2 separate regions of the Sus scrofa genome follow, and region 2 is linked to region 1. A link is a contact called in public Hi-C data. All regions are on one chromosome and are shown on one strand. The core of a region is the stretch at or near the end of the contact, and the rest is flanking DNA. Distances in the headings are between cores, read along the strand shown.

What was found. Hi-C and Micro-C count contacts between places; a contact is called where the count stands out from the background.
Region 2: a Hi-C map of heart right ventricle shows a contact between it and region 1, with 8 times the contacts expected there. The contact joins the enhancer-like site here to the promoter of KIF26B in region 1. A contact is called at or near these places in 4 of 47 Hi-C or Micro-C datasets (embryonic fibroblasts, fetal heart ventricle, heart right ventricle and 1 more).

What each region holds. Positions count from the first base shown.
Region 1 is chr10:17,704,405-17,711,914 of Sscrofa11.1, forward strand. It overlaps KIF26B (kinesin-like protein KIF26B), which reads left to right and starts at 3,961. Exons shown (of 16, transcript XM_021064466.1): 1 at 3,961-4,120; 2 at 4,771-7,101. The coding sequence starts at 7,039.
Region 2 is chr10:18,776,744-18,784,253 of Sscrofa11.1, forward strand. All of the region lies in intron 5 of SMYD3 (SET and MYND domain containing 3), which reads right to left. Among named protein-coding and RNA genes, the nearest start is that of SMYD3, 240 kb to the right of the region's middle. Within about 2 kb of position 2,793, at least 1 of the 83 cell types and tissues checked has an H3K27ac peak or open chromatin away from gene starts, as enhancers often do.

The DNA.
Region 1 (7,510 bases), core at 2,711-5,210:
TGGGAGGATAAAATGATGAACGATTGAATGGTTGTCCAAGAGTGGAGCGCCTTCCTTAGCTCGCAGGCTGACCACCCTTCTCTTACTCTACAATAGCGGCCAAGCACACAAATTAAAGAGTTATCAGCTTGCTGATGACTCTCTGGCAGCCCACACATGATCATATGGCTTCCCAGAACACCAGTAGATCATATGCAAATATTGTTTGCATATTCATCAAGACACCACATGGACAGTGTAAGCTGCTTTGATGTTCTTTCAAGGAGAAATGCAGGCGCCTCTGGCACATGCACACCACTGGCTCCGCTGGCATGTTGGTGCCTAAACCAATATGGAAATTATTCAAAAGACAAACACTATAGTCTATTCTCTGCTTAGCAATGACAAGTTGCCAGTCTGATTTTGGTTTTTTATTTCTGATTCGTACTTTTAGATTTTTCAAAAACACAATGACATACTATAACTTAGCTATAAACTTTATGAGCTACTTACCCCTGAGGTATCGATAATGAGAAAGCTAAGCTGTGTTTTCTAAAAGTATAAAAGTCCCGTGAAACACTTCCAAAGAAGTTATATCTGTTTTGTAAATAAACAACAAGGAATATGGAATAAGAACTTCATTCTTAGCCAGGTCATGTACCTTAACGTTTTTGCTTGTTTGTTTGCAGTTTGTACTTATGGCTATGGCAGGGAGAGAGTTTTTCACCCAGGGATATCAATGGAGTAAATAAATTGCTACTTATAGATGCTCTGGACCTTTGGAAGCTAGCATGGAATTTTTTTCATTCATAAAATGAGTGGGGTTTTTTGTTTTGTTTTTAAATTACAGTTGATTTACAGTGTTATGTCAATTTCTGTTGTTATAGCATAGTGACCCATGTATGTGTGTAAATATGTGTGTGTATGTATGTACATATATATATATACACACACACACATTCTTTTAGTTTGTCTAAATCTTGAAATAATCCCATTAACATCCTCAAATATGAAGATGTGAGAAATACACACGCACACTTCATTTTATTGTGTTTCAGTTATAATGCATTTTGCCATATATTGAAGGTGTGTAGCCTTGCGCTGTCAGATGATGCATTTTTTTTTACAATAAAGAATTTTTTTTTTTTTGGAGTTCCCATCGTGGCGCAGCAGAAATGAATCCAACTAGGAACCATGAGGTTGCGAATTCGATCCCTGGCCTTACTCAGTGGGTTAAGGATCCGGCCTTGCTGTGAGCTGTGATGTAGGTTGCAGACGTGGCTTGGATCTGGCATTGCTGTGGCTGTGGTGTAGTCTGGCAGCTGCAGCTCAGATTAGATCCCTAGCCTGGGCACCTCCATATGCCATGAGTGTGGCCCTAAAAAAGACAAAAAAGAAAAAAAAATTTTTTTTTTCTTTTTTGGCTCTGCCCATGGCATGTGGAAGTTCCCAGGCCAGGGATTAAACCTCTGTCATAGCAGTGACAATGCCAGATCCTTAACCCACTGAGCCACCAGAGAACTCCACAATAAAGTATTTCTGAAGTAAGAAATGTACGTATTTTAGACATGATGCTACTGCACACTTCATAGACTATGGTGTAAACATAACTTTCATATGCATTGAGAAACCAAAATATTCCTGTGACTCACTTTATTGTGATATTTGCTTTATTGCAGTGGTCTGGAACTGAACTGATTTCTATCTATCAATGAAGGGTTGGGCTGCATTGTTAGAAAACTTCAGTTAGAAGATCAAATTATGGCTCATTTCTTTAAAGACTAACTCTTTAGGCTACTAACTTACAGAATAAAAACCCTTGAGATACCAAGAATTCTAAAAACCTAAGCTTACCTTGAAAAAGCCACCATAAAGCTAAAATTATGGGGTGCTTTATATACAATTAAATTTGCCAAAGAAAACAATTACAAGCTTGGCGACAACAATAACACAAACCTATTTAAAGTTGTTGGAGAGTGGCCAAAATAGGCAGAGACTAGCAGGGAGTCAAGGATTTTTCAGTCCTTGAAAGGAGTGACATGGGTTTTTTTCACTTTTTTTTTTTCTTTTCAGGGTCACATATGGAAGTTCTCAGGCTAGGGGTCAAATAAAAGCTGCCTCTGTCAGTCACAGCCACAGCCACACCAGGTTTGAGCTGCATCTATGACCTACACCAGAGATCATGGCACCACTGGATCCTTAACCCACTGAGGAAGGCCAGGGATCAAACCATGTCCTCATGGATATGAGTCAGGTTCATTACCACTGAGCCATGATGGGAACTCCCGACATGTTTTTTTCCAGTCCGCTGGGCATGCTGGCTATAATTCAAGATGAAAACTTACTGGTTTGAGGCATTACATGGTAGAGTTCAGGGCTGTAGCTGGAAAGGGAGGAGAAAAACCCTGGAAAGGAGAGAGCCAGCATGAGGCAGCCCTAATATCCATGTTCAATTTCCCTCAAATCATAGGCTTATACTTTTGGATTTTGCATACATGGAACACAAAGTCCTGGGGTAAGAGTATTTAGAAGTGAAAGACTTGAGCAGAGATTTCAGCTGCTATTCCTATAGGGGAGCAGAGCTTAGAATTTTAAGTTCTAAGTTAGAGGGGCCTGGCAAACATTTCAGACTTGTCATTGAAAATCCAGAAGGCCCATACTTTAGGGATAAAGAACAAGTTCCAGGACTAAGGAATTTTTTTCTGAGATCTAAGGGAAAAACATAAATAGAACTGCTCTAACAAAGCATAAAGCCAAGCCTCTGCAAGTTTAAGGTGACCCAAAACTAACTTCACTGCCTGCTGGAACAAAATCAATACTCTTCAAAAGAAGAGAACAGAATCTAGTGTCTCTATGATGTAATATCCACAGTATTTAGCATGTAGGTAACATTTACTGGATATGATAAGAAACAGAAAGATGTGATTCCCAATCAAGAGAAAAATCAGTTAGTAGAAAGTGACCTCCAGATGAGTCAGATGTTGGAATGTGCAGACAAGAAATTTAAAGCTGTCATTATAACTGTGTTCACTGATTGAAAGGAAAAAGAAACAGAAAAATGGTAAAATATATAAATACGTGTGTGTGTGTGTATATATATATAGTGAGAGAAAAGTACACTATCGTATGCTATCTGAATGAATTTATTGGAAAGGCTTGATGGAGACTGGAGACAGCAGAACTAAAGGTCAGTGAAATTAATAAAGGATCAGTGCAATCTGAAGAATAAAGGGGCAAAGATCGAAATAATTAACAGAGCCTCAGTAACTTATGGGATAATTCAAAGAGCATAAAAATATGCATGTAATTAGAGTCCCAGAAAGTGAGAATGGAGCAGGGGAAAAAAATTGAATAAATCATGGCTGTAATTTCCTCAAAGTTGGTGAAAAACTTAAGATCAAGCCACAGGTCCTAGAATTCAAACCACAAGCAGGATAAAAACATAAGAGAACCACATCCAGGAGCATCATAGCCAAATTGCTGAAAACCAATGGCAAAGAGAAAGATCCTCAAAGCATCCGGAGAAAAAGGACCCATCGTAAAGAGGGATTTCCCCTGAGAATTAATTTTGCCCTCTAATCAGAAGCAAGGAAGGCCAGAAGTCAAAGAGTGACATCTTTTCTTTTCTTTCTTTCCTTTTTTTTTTTTTGCTTTTTAGGGTCACACCCATGGCATATGGAAGTTTCTAGACTAAGGGTCGAACTGGAGCTGTGGCTGCCGGCCTACATCTCCGCCCTGGCAATGCCAGATCCAAGCCATGTCTGTGACCTACACTGCAGCTCACAGCAATGCCAGATCCTTAACCTACTGACGGGGCAAGGGATCAAACCCACATCCTCATGGATACTAGTCTGGTGTGTTATTGCTGAGCCACAATGGGAACTCCAATGAGTGACATCTTTAAAGGGTGGAAAGAAAAACAACTGTCAACCAAGAATTCGACATCCAGTTAAACTATTCTTCAAACACAAAGGTGACATTAAGACATTTTCAGATAAGCAGAAGCTGAGAGAATCTGTTGCCAGGAGCCCCTCAGTACAAGAAATGCTAAAGGAAGTTTTTCAGTCGGAAAGGAAATGACTCACTTGGAAAGTTGGCTCTATAGGAAAATAATGAAAAGTCCCTTAAATGGTAAAATTAGGTAAGTATAAAAAAACCTTACACATTTAAAACATTCCAGTTTCACTAAAAACATATTTTTAAAAGTAAAATTGGCAGGATTGTATTCTGGGTTTTATAGTGTTTGTAGATTATGAAGTATATCAAAATAGTAGCACAAAGGAGGGAGGCGAAATTATACAGTTGCAGGGTTATTACATTTTAGGTAAAGCGGCACAAAGTTAACCCTAAGTGGCCCATGATAAGTTAAAGATGCATATTATAATCCTTAAAGCTAAAAGGCCAACAGAAGGATGAAATCACAGAGGAACGAAAACTCAGTACACAGTAAACAGATCCGTACTCGCAGCAACATGAAGCTCAAAAACCTCAAACACAGAAGGCTACAGACTGCACTGATTTTATCAATTAAAACTTCAAGATCAGGCAAAACTAATTTATGGTGATTGAGCTGTGGTTGGGTATGAGGGCCAGGGATCACCTGGAAAAAGACAGGAAAGAACTTTCTGGAGCGATGGAAATCTACACCTTGATTGAAGTGGTGGCTTACTTGGGAGCGTACATTTGTCAAAATGAATACAATTGTATACCTAAAATTCGTGCATTTCACGGATTTTGGGTATACAATTTTACGTCCATTCTTAAAAAACCTCAAATCAAACCCTCTTGCAGGGCCTCCGATTGTCAACTTCGATCAACAGAGGGCGCTCCGAGCTCACCAAACACCCTTCGGAGCCCCAGCTACTTTGGGATGCAAATCAGACCACCTCTGGCCTTCTCGGTCTCCAAGGTGAATCTCGCAGCTCCCCTATGCTCTCGACACCTCACGTGCCCCCCCCCCGGGGGGGGGGCTTCACTGGCGCGTCCATTTCACCTGGCACACACGCTGCTTTTCTGCAGATGAGCAGCGCGGAGCTAATGGCTGTGCTATTTTCCGCGGCACCTCGGCGGAATTCAGAGGTGGGGAACGCTGCTCAGAGGTGCACCTGGCCCCTCAGGTCTGCTCTTGATATGATCACTTTTAAATAGGAACTAGGAACGTAATGGGAACTTCCACACTATTATCGACATCTATGTTTTGACCTTCTTGCTTCGCCTTGGTGGCTGTGAAATATTCCCACGCAAGGGCTGCAGAGGGAGGGGTGGCTAGGTGTCAGCGCGGGGGAAGCAAGGAAGGAATTTTCCTGAGAAAGGCAAGCTGTCGGGGGCGTTGCCCCAGGGATCCAGCACCCTAGAATGTTGTCTTCCGGTCCCCTCCATACCTCAGAGGGAAACTGGAGAGTGGAAAACCCCAAGCATCCTTTGCGCCCTCGCCTACCCCCTCGGCCTGGTCCCTCGCCGGCGCAGAGATGCCATTACACCTCACGTGATCCCCACACCCGGCCGTGCTTCAAGAGGCGTCTCGCGGGGTGTTAATTAAAGGTCACAACAAAACAGACCTGCCGGCTCACCAGAAGAAATGTCCTCCAGGGATGAAAAATGACACCCTGGAGCAGCTCTATGTGGAGCCCGGCGTATGCTGGCTTCTTGCGCTCGGGGCGCTGCGCCGGGGGCCAAGGAGGGACCGAGGAGGGCTACGACCGTGTGCTCCCGGCCCCTGCGCGCTGGAAGACGAGAAGAGGAGGGCCGAGCGGACCCCGGGGCCAAGGCGAGGCCAAGGCCAGCTCGCTCACACCCCCTTTCAGGCCCGCGCCGTCCGTGCTGCGCGTGTGCAGCGTGGCTAGTCCCTCAGTTTCCCTGGCCAGCAGCAGCCCGCTTGCACCCCGGGCTCGCGCATCCCAGCCCTGGGCGGCTGGCCAGGCACGCGCACACCGGGGGCGCGAGCGGGCGGGGGGCGAAGGCCCCATTTTCCCGCTGCACTTGGGAGGGTGGTCCCCTGGCCGGCCGGGCTTGGTAGGGCAATTCCAGAAAAGGTTTGCAGGGCAGGTCTAGGAGAACAAAGGGCGGGGGGAGGACCCGGCATATTTGTGGACTTGTTTGTGACTCAATCCCTCTTGCACGGCGTTTCAAAGGCAGAACTGCAAGCCTTGCCAGGAAGAGAAAGAACTTGGGGGCGGGGAGGCTCGGGTGCATTTCTGTCCCGTCGCGCTCGCTCTGCGCTGCCCCCAGCTCCATGCAGTACTGTTTCATTAGAGCCCTGGACCCCGGCTCACCAGCAACTTCCCCCCCAGCCGGCAAGATTTACAACCCCTCCTCCCCCGGCTCTTCGCCTCGCAATGTCAGGCAGGAGCGCCGCAGCATAAAATGGATCCCGGCCGGCGTGGCGGCGGCAGCCAGGCGGCTGGCTCCCCGGCGGGGCCGCTGTTGGTGAGTCTCCGCGCTGCGCCCCGGCGCACACGCGCTCGCTGACCACGGACGGCAGCCGGGCCACGCCGCGCCCCTCTCTGCCCTCGCGCAACTGTCAGGCAAAACGAGCCGGCGGATATTGGCTCCTGGACGCGCCGAGGCTCCTCCCCATCTGGATCTTTATATTTTGGGAGAATTTCTTTGAACTCAGTTACCAAGCTCCGCGAAGGAGACAAGTTCCCATAGCCTGCTCGCCCGCGAAGGCGAGACGGGGGCTCGCCCATCTCCTGTGCAGCTGCTGTGTGCCCCGATTGTGCTCTTCTTTTCCGTCGTGGAGGAAAAGGACTCACTAGGCTAAGGAAAATGCCAGTTATCTGGATGTGACCGTGAAAAGACAACGTGTGAGACCGGAGGAGGCAGAAGAGGAGGAAGAGCATTATTTGAAGAGAAGAATAAACCAGGCACTCCAACCCTTCTGCAAATTAGTGTTGTTACTTCTGGGGTCCCTCTGCTTTTATCCCTCCCCGCCCCCAAGAAATCTTGACTCGAGGGCCAAGAGACAGACCCCGACGACTGGGCACCCTTCTGGGTTGGAAGACCTTTTGGATGTAGCGTTGGTGGAACATTTAGACCCTCGCTTCTGGAAAAGCCACCATGAATTCGGTAGCTGGGAATAAAGAGAGGCTTGCAGTCTCCACCAGGGGCAAGAAATACGGGGTAAGTTTTGACGGTATAAGGCGGAGACGCGTTATCTGCCTCATCCCAGCCCGAGTCCCCCTTCCTGGGTGACGAGCGGCCGGGGCAGGGCGGTCGGGGGCTCTCCTCCCGCTGCAGAGGCGCCTCGGCCCGGCCCTCCCGGCGTGCACGCGGAGGCGGGTCTGCCCGCGAGGACGCCGGCATGCTCCCCTTGCCCTCGGAATTTTTGCAGCCTTCTCGTTCTTTCCCTTTCCCACATCCCTAACTTTTGCAGCATTCCTGCACGTCCAAGGAGAGTTAAGCTGAATGAGAGGGTTTTGCATGAATTCTCTGTCGTTCTTAGGGATCGTTTTCCCGGAGCCAGGAGAACCTTTCATTTTACCTTCAGGATCAGGAGGGCTGTATCCTGAATGAATACAAATCCAGAAGT
Region 2 (7,510 bases), core at 1,543-4,042, 1.1 Mb after region 1:
GTATCAATTGGGAATCATAGCATCTTTAATAAAATGGTCCAAGCTCTAATTAACATTACCATTAACCTGATAACTTGATTAATCTGAAGGAGCTGAAGAATTTATAAGTTCTCATTACTAGGTCCATCGAGACCAGCAAGTGTATGGGCCTGAACCTAATTAACAAAATCTTCCTTTTGTCTATCCCACTCTATCCCACCAATCTAAAGTGACCCTTTGAGGCCCAGGGTTACATCCTATCTCCTTCCTGAAGTCTCGCAGTTTCCTCTGCTTACTTGTTGATTGATGTCATCGCTTGTTCCAGATCTGCCACTACACTTAGTAGATATATTAATAACATAACTATAACCTATACTAGCAACTCAATTAATACTGAATTGAATGACTTCTATGTCATCACTGAAAGAATTAGTTCGGGAGTTCCCGATGTGGTGCAATGGGATCAGTGGCGTCTCTGTAGCGCCAGGACACAGGTTCAATTCCCAGCCCAGCACAGTGGGTTAAAGGATCCAGTGTTGCCAAAGCTGCAGCATAGGTTACAACTGCAGCTTGGATCTGATCCCTGGCCTGGGAACTCCACATGCCGCAGGATAGCTCCCCCTCCAAAAAATAGAATAGTTTAATATTGTAATGGTGATATTACATTCTCACTTTCTACATCAGGAAACTGAGGTTCATAAATTAAATAATTGGGACAAGGGATGGAGCCAGAATTAGAATCTAGATCTAATTTATAAATTCGCATTTTTCTCCCATACGACTGTATGACTCTTGCATTTACTGTGTCAAGTGTTATTCTTAAATGACACTATTGGGGTTGGCTTAACATTTCTAATACATTACTTGTAAAATTGAATCCTGATATAAGCAGAGAGCAGGGGAGAAGGGCTGAGACAGAAGCTACTGGCTCTCTGTTCTGTCAGAGATGCTTTAGGTCATGTTCTCATGACGTGTGATTGGCTCTCAGGCTGCCTATATCTATGGCGAGGGATTTTATTCCACAGGGATTATGGCTAGTCAATAAAATCTCGATGAATCTTGCCTGGACAGAAGAACTCCCAGCCTGAATCAGTGAAAATCCTGAGTTGTAGAATTTTTAAAATGTTACTGTATTGCTTTCAATTATATGCAGTAATTTAGAAACAAGAAACAAGAAATAGGAGTTCCCGTCATGGCTCAGTGGTTAACAAATCCGACTAGGAACCACGAGGTTGCGGGTTCGATCCCTGCCCTTGCTCAGTGGGTTAACGATCCGGTGTTGCCATGAGCTGTGGTGGCTTGGATCCAGCGTTGCTGTGGCTCTGGCATAGGCCGGCGGCTACAGCTCTGATTCGACCCCTAGCTTGGGAACCCCCATATGCCGTGGGAGCGGCCCAAGAAAATGGCAATAAATAAATAAAACAAGAAATAATCATGTGCATAGTGGTTTGAAGCAAGAGCCCTGAATACTGGCTTTGAATGTCCATATGCTCACATCAGTGTTTCATGTTATACAACTGTGTTCTTTCTAGAAAAGTCAGGAATTGTTACACGCCCAGATGCGAAACTGAAAACAGCTATTGGACTCAGAGAACTGTAAAATAAGTACGTATTGTTTTAAGCCACTAAGTTGGTGGCAATCTATCACACAACAGAAAACCCATATAGACAGAAAAGGAAATACTTCAATGCTTAAAAAGAAAAAACTTAATGCAGCCAAGAAAATAGCCTGTTTGAGACACAAGTGTGAGGCAGAGCCACCTGCCTGCTGTCCAAACCACAGAGCCCCTTGGTAATTCAATGAGTACTGCTGCCCTGGGTTCCCTTGCTCACACCGCACCAGCCCTTCATCTCCAAGCCCTAAAGTGTAACCACAGATGCATCACAGACCTCACAACCGTCCCTATGAGCACCGCAGGCAGCGTGTTACCTACTGGACTTTCAGGTGGTGCCCTGGTCCCTTCTGGGGAGAACTATACTCTTGTGGCTCTAAGTGGCCCTAGTGGACATGGCTCAAGACAATCCTATGGGAGCCATGAAAGCCAGGATGGGAGATTGCTGTGACCTGCCTGCTGTCTAGACCACTGTGACCAGTCCTTATGAACAGGAGGTTCTTTTTTTTCTTTTGTTTCTTTCTTTCTTTCTTTCTTTTTTTGCTTTTTAGGGCCACACTTGCAGCATATGGAAGTTCCCAGGTTAGGGCTGAATCGGAGCTATGACTGCCACCACAGCCACAGCCACAGCAACACCAGGTCCAGGCCGCATGTGTGACCTACACCACACCACACGGTAACACCAGATCCTTAACCCACTGAGCAAGGCCAGAGATCGAACCTACATCCTCATGGATCCTAATCAGGTTTGTTACCACTGGGCCACAATGGAAACTCGGGCATGGGATTCTAGTCCACGACCGAAGAAAGAGAGTACAAGAAAAGGCAGGCTCTCTAATTTTGATAATATATTTAGCATTAAACCCAAATATGCAGAATAGTGAACAAGCAAACCCACAGTATGGAGAGAAACAAGATGGTGTGGTATCATGGAAAAAGAACAATATAAAAAGTCTGAACTGCTCTGCCGGCAACAGTCCTGCCCATGATGCATCTTATAGCCTTGTATAAAACAGAGGCTACTGGAGTTTCCTCGTGGCGCAGAGGAAATGAATCTGACTAGTGTCCACAAGAATGCAGGTTCCATCCCTGGCCTCGCTCAGTGGGTTAAGGATCCGGGGTTGCTGTGAGCTGTGGTGTAGGCTGGTGGCTATCACTCCTATCTGACCCTTAGCCTGGGAGCTCCCATATGCTGTGAGCTACGACTGCCACCACAGCCACAGCCACAGCAACACCAGGTCCAGGCCACATGTGTGACCTACACCACAGCACACGGTAACACCAGATTAAATAGATACATAAATAAACCACATTAAATGAAGGCTATGACCCTTCAGGTGTTTTCCAGGTCTAACAGTCTACCATTCTTCAGTCTTAACACAAAAATACTTGGTTCAACAACTATAGTAACAAAGAGCTACCCCCTTACGAAAAAGTGGACTAAGACACCAAGAAAACAACTATTCTGTCTGATAAGAGTACTTATTCTCAGTAACTAAGAATAGCAGGCAGGGCTGAGTTTTAGCACATACTGTATTCCCAGCATTTGAGAGCCTAGTCTTATAAATGTCAACCTCATGTATCTAGGTGGCAAAGATAAGGCCATTCAAATCCTTCAGCTAATATGTATGTATATTAATTAATATATACTCATATAATTAACATTAATAATTTATAATATTTCTATATTATACCACTGAAATTATATAATTATATAAAATATATTTGACAAATATATAAATATATTAAGTATATTTATATGTATATATAATATAGTATATATACTAAAATATATAATTGAATTATTACTAAAATATAAAACATATAATTACTTTATGTTGTATACTAAAATATATAATTATAATTGTTATAACATAATTATAACATAATATAAATAATTATAATTATAATGATTACTAAAATATAAAAATATTTAATTATTTTACTATATTTTATATACTAAAATATCTAATTATAATTATGTTATAACATAATTATATATATAAAATGATATTAATTATATATTCCTTTGTTATTTGACTTGAAGTTTAGTGTCCAAAAGTAATCATTTCATGTAAAATTTCTTATTATAAATTTAACTCCACGAAATACTGACATTTCAAATACAAGTTATGACTAGGGCTGGTTTATCTTTATAGCCAGCCAGCCAAACAATAGGCATAAATTATGCCTATATTATGTAAGAAAGCCTACCAAGGAGCTAAGACCAAAGGAATGCACATGGTATCTCCAAGCTTCTTCTAGCGCATGTCAACACCAAACAGCCAGTGAGGAAAAATAACTTTGGCTGAAAAGTCCTATTCTGCATATGAGAAAAAAGAGAGCTAAGCCACCTACTGTCCATAGCTTATCTTCTATCACTAGAAGTCTTTATCGTTCATTAAAAATAGTTACATAGTTCTACCTAAATTTTTGGAAATTCTCTGCGATAGCTTGAAATTGAAAATCTTATATCTGGACTGTACATTTCAGTTTCCATTCTCAGTCCAGTTTACAGAGAGGTGAGAAGTACTGTGCTCGCAACTTACACTGGTATTAAACTGACCCCTGCTGGCCTCATCTTTTCCGTATGTGCATTTATCCTATGCTACAACACTCAACTGCATCCTATAGATGAAACTGCATTTGATCAGATTCCCAAAACAAAAATATGACATAGGAGAGAGTTCCCATTGTAGCTCAGTGGTAACGAACCCGACTAGTATCCATGAGGATGCAGGTTCAATCCCTGGCCTCCATCAGTGGGTTAAGGCATTGTCGTGAGCTGTGGTGTAGGTCAAAAATGTGGCTTAGATCTGGTGTTGCTGTGGCTGTGTCATACAGGGCAGTAGCAGCTCCAACTCCCTAGCCTGGGAACCTCCATATGCCACAGGTGTGAACCAATAAAGAAAAAAAAAGACATAGGAAAAAGATGACTATTCATCTGCCCATGGAAAGATGCTGTCTTCAATCTGGCTACCTTATTTGCAAAGACTTTACTAAAATCACCCTAGTATTCCATAGAAGTGTTTCCTAGAATCTATAGATTTATTCTACAAATTCACTCAACAAACATTTACAGATTTCTGAAAGAACAGAGAAAAACAGAAATGCTTAGGATTACATATGGCACTGCCCTCCAGGTACTCACAGACTCTTACCAGTCACTAAAAAGGTACAACTGGGAATTAGATTCTAGCATGTGATTGGATACCACAAAGGTGAGAAGGAAGCAGGGCTAAGATAAGAGTTGGTGGTACAGCCTTGCCTGCATCAAGGGCCTCAATTAACTTAGGATTCTTGACTGAACAAGCCCAAGAAAATTTTATCTCCTTCTTCAAGAACACATTATACTTTATAGGTAATAATGACTGCCGTTTATGAATGATTGCCTAGTGCCCACGGCTGTGGCGAGGGGCTTTTCAGACAGTAGAGCATTCGCTTCACTTGATAACTCTATGAAATACGTTTTTTTTTGTCTTTTTGCTATTTCTTGGGCCGCTCCCGCGGCATATGGAGGTTCCCAGGCTAGGGGTCTCATCGGAGCTGTAGCCACCAGCCTACGCCGGAGCCACAGCAACGCGGGATCCGAGCCACGCCTGTAACCTACACCACAGCTCAGGGCAACGCTGGATCCTTAACCCACTGAGCAAGGCCAGGGATCGAACCCGCAACCTCATGGTTCCTAGTCGGATTCGTTAACCACTGAGCCACGACGGGAACTCCTGAAATATGTATTTTTATGCTTATGCTTAGTTCATGGATGAGAAAAGCTCTGTATACAACACTACGATGTTTTTCTTTTAAACAAATTATTTCTTCCCTACAAGAAATGTGCATCTTTAGCACGGGCGATTATATTTTCGTCATTTTTGTATCCCCAGAATCTGGCACATCCCCAGGACTTGGCATGTAGTATGTACTCAAAAAATGTCTGTATCATATATGAATGAGGTCATACTGAACATATATGGCTTCTCAATGCATACTATGCGCATGACTTGTGCTTAAGCACTGAGCAAGTCGTAGAGAAAAAAAAGAAGAGGAAGAAGTTTAGATTCATGAACACAGACACCCATACTTCATGCTATGGCAAGAAAAGGAGAAATTCCCACGACATGAGTTAAACAGAATGCTATGGAAAACAGCTTAACACTATCCAGTTAAAAACCAAAGAGAAAAGGACCCCAACATCAGAAGATGATGACATCACAGGTGCTGGACTTTATTAGAACCTAAAACCTATTAAGAGAAGGGAAAAGAAGAAAACCATAGAAAAAAAAGAAGAAAGAATCATGAAATGGAGAAAGGAAAGCAGGAAAACAAATACAATACAGAGATTCAAAACTCTGATTACGTCCTCAAGAAAGTAATGTATTTTTCTTTTCCTATCTCCCCTTATTTTTCAACATCTTTTTTTCTTGCCACTTAGAGACAGATGAAGATAAATGAAGTACAGTGGTTAAACTTCTTTGTTTGGATACAAACGATCTTGTATATCACCGTTATTGTTATGTAAGCACTTTTAATACTGCTTCTAGCAGATGAAACTTCTGCTTCAACATATGTTATGGGGGGAAATGGTAAAAAAATGTATTCATGACTAAAATAACTTAACAGGCAACAAAAACTGCCTAGAAATATTATACACAAATCTGGTTTATTGTGGTTGTTAACAATTTAAGGTAAAACCTAGGGTGTAATCTCTGTCCCCAAACAAGAATAACACCAGGTTGTCAATACTTCCTATGCTGTTCCACCCTACACCAAACCATCAAAACCATTCCTTAAGAGGGACTGGAATTTAACCCCCTCTTCCTGCACTTTCCTTAATACAGTAACACATGAGACAGAAGAAACAGGGTTCTTATATTCAGCAATGGTCACTGTAAAAATGTAAAGTTTACTGTAGGAACATGTAAACCCTCATAAAATATAAAGCAGGGGTCACACTTCTAGGCTCTGGGTTTAGACAGAAGGTCCACAACTGTAATTGTTGGCAAGTCTCCTACATTTCGAAATCAAATATAATAAGATTGCCTTTGTAAAACCAAGCGACCCCATGCAAAGAGCTTAACCTACTAGCTGGAACATAAGTATTAAATAAGCATAATCTTTAACTATCATTATTACAACCCCATATGACATCTCTCCTAAAGTTTTGCCTTCAATTCTCAATCTGAACAAAGAAGTAGGATCTCAGAATCCTCACTCTAGAAAAGCTGGGCTTTACATGTGTTAAACAAATCCATCTCATCCTTCTTCCTCCTCTTCCCCTTCTTGCCTATAATCAGCACCACAGGAAAGGTTCCTTTGCTCATACACAAATGAAGCTCCTGGAGTTCCTGTCGTGGCTCAGCAGACACTAATCTGACTAGCATCCAAGGGAGATGCAGGTTCAATCCCTGACCTTGCTCGGTGGGTTAAGGATCCAGCATTGCTGTGAGCTGTGGTGTGGGTCGCAGACGTGGCTTGGATCTGGCATTGTAGCTGTGGCGCAGGCCAGTGGTAACAGCTCTGATTTGACCCCAGCCTGGGAACCTCCTTATGCCTCAGATTCAGTCCTAAAAAGACCAAAAAAAAAAAAAAAAAAAAAAGTCCCAGTAAGCAAGTGCTGCATCGAGCATCTGGTATTGTGTGGCAAATGCAGCACAAAGAAAGCAGCAGACTCAGAAGGCATCCAGCTTCCCTCTGGCCATCTGCAGCATATTCTAAGAGTCACCTGGTCTACAAGGTGAATTCTCCCAGTATCAGGAAAGGGGAGCAAAATTTCCAACCTCTGAGGTTTCTGGACTCTAAAGTGAAGTCTCTGCCCAACAAAAAGCTTAGTGAAGAAGTAAATAAAACCTTGCCTTCTAACGCCAGTACCGGTACTTTTTAAAAAATCTGACAATCAAAAATCATCCACCTGCCCTGAT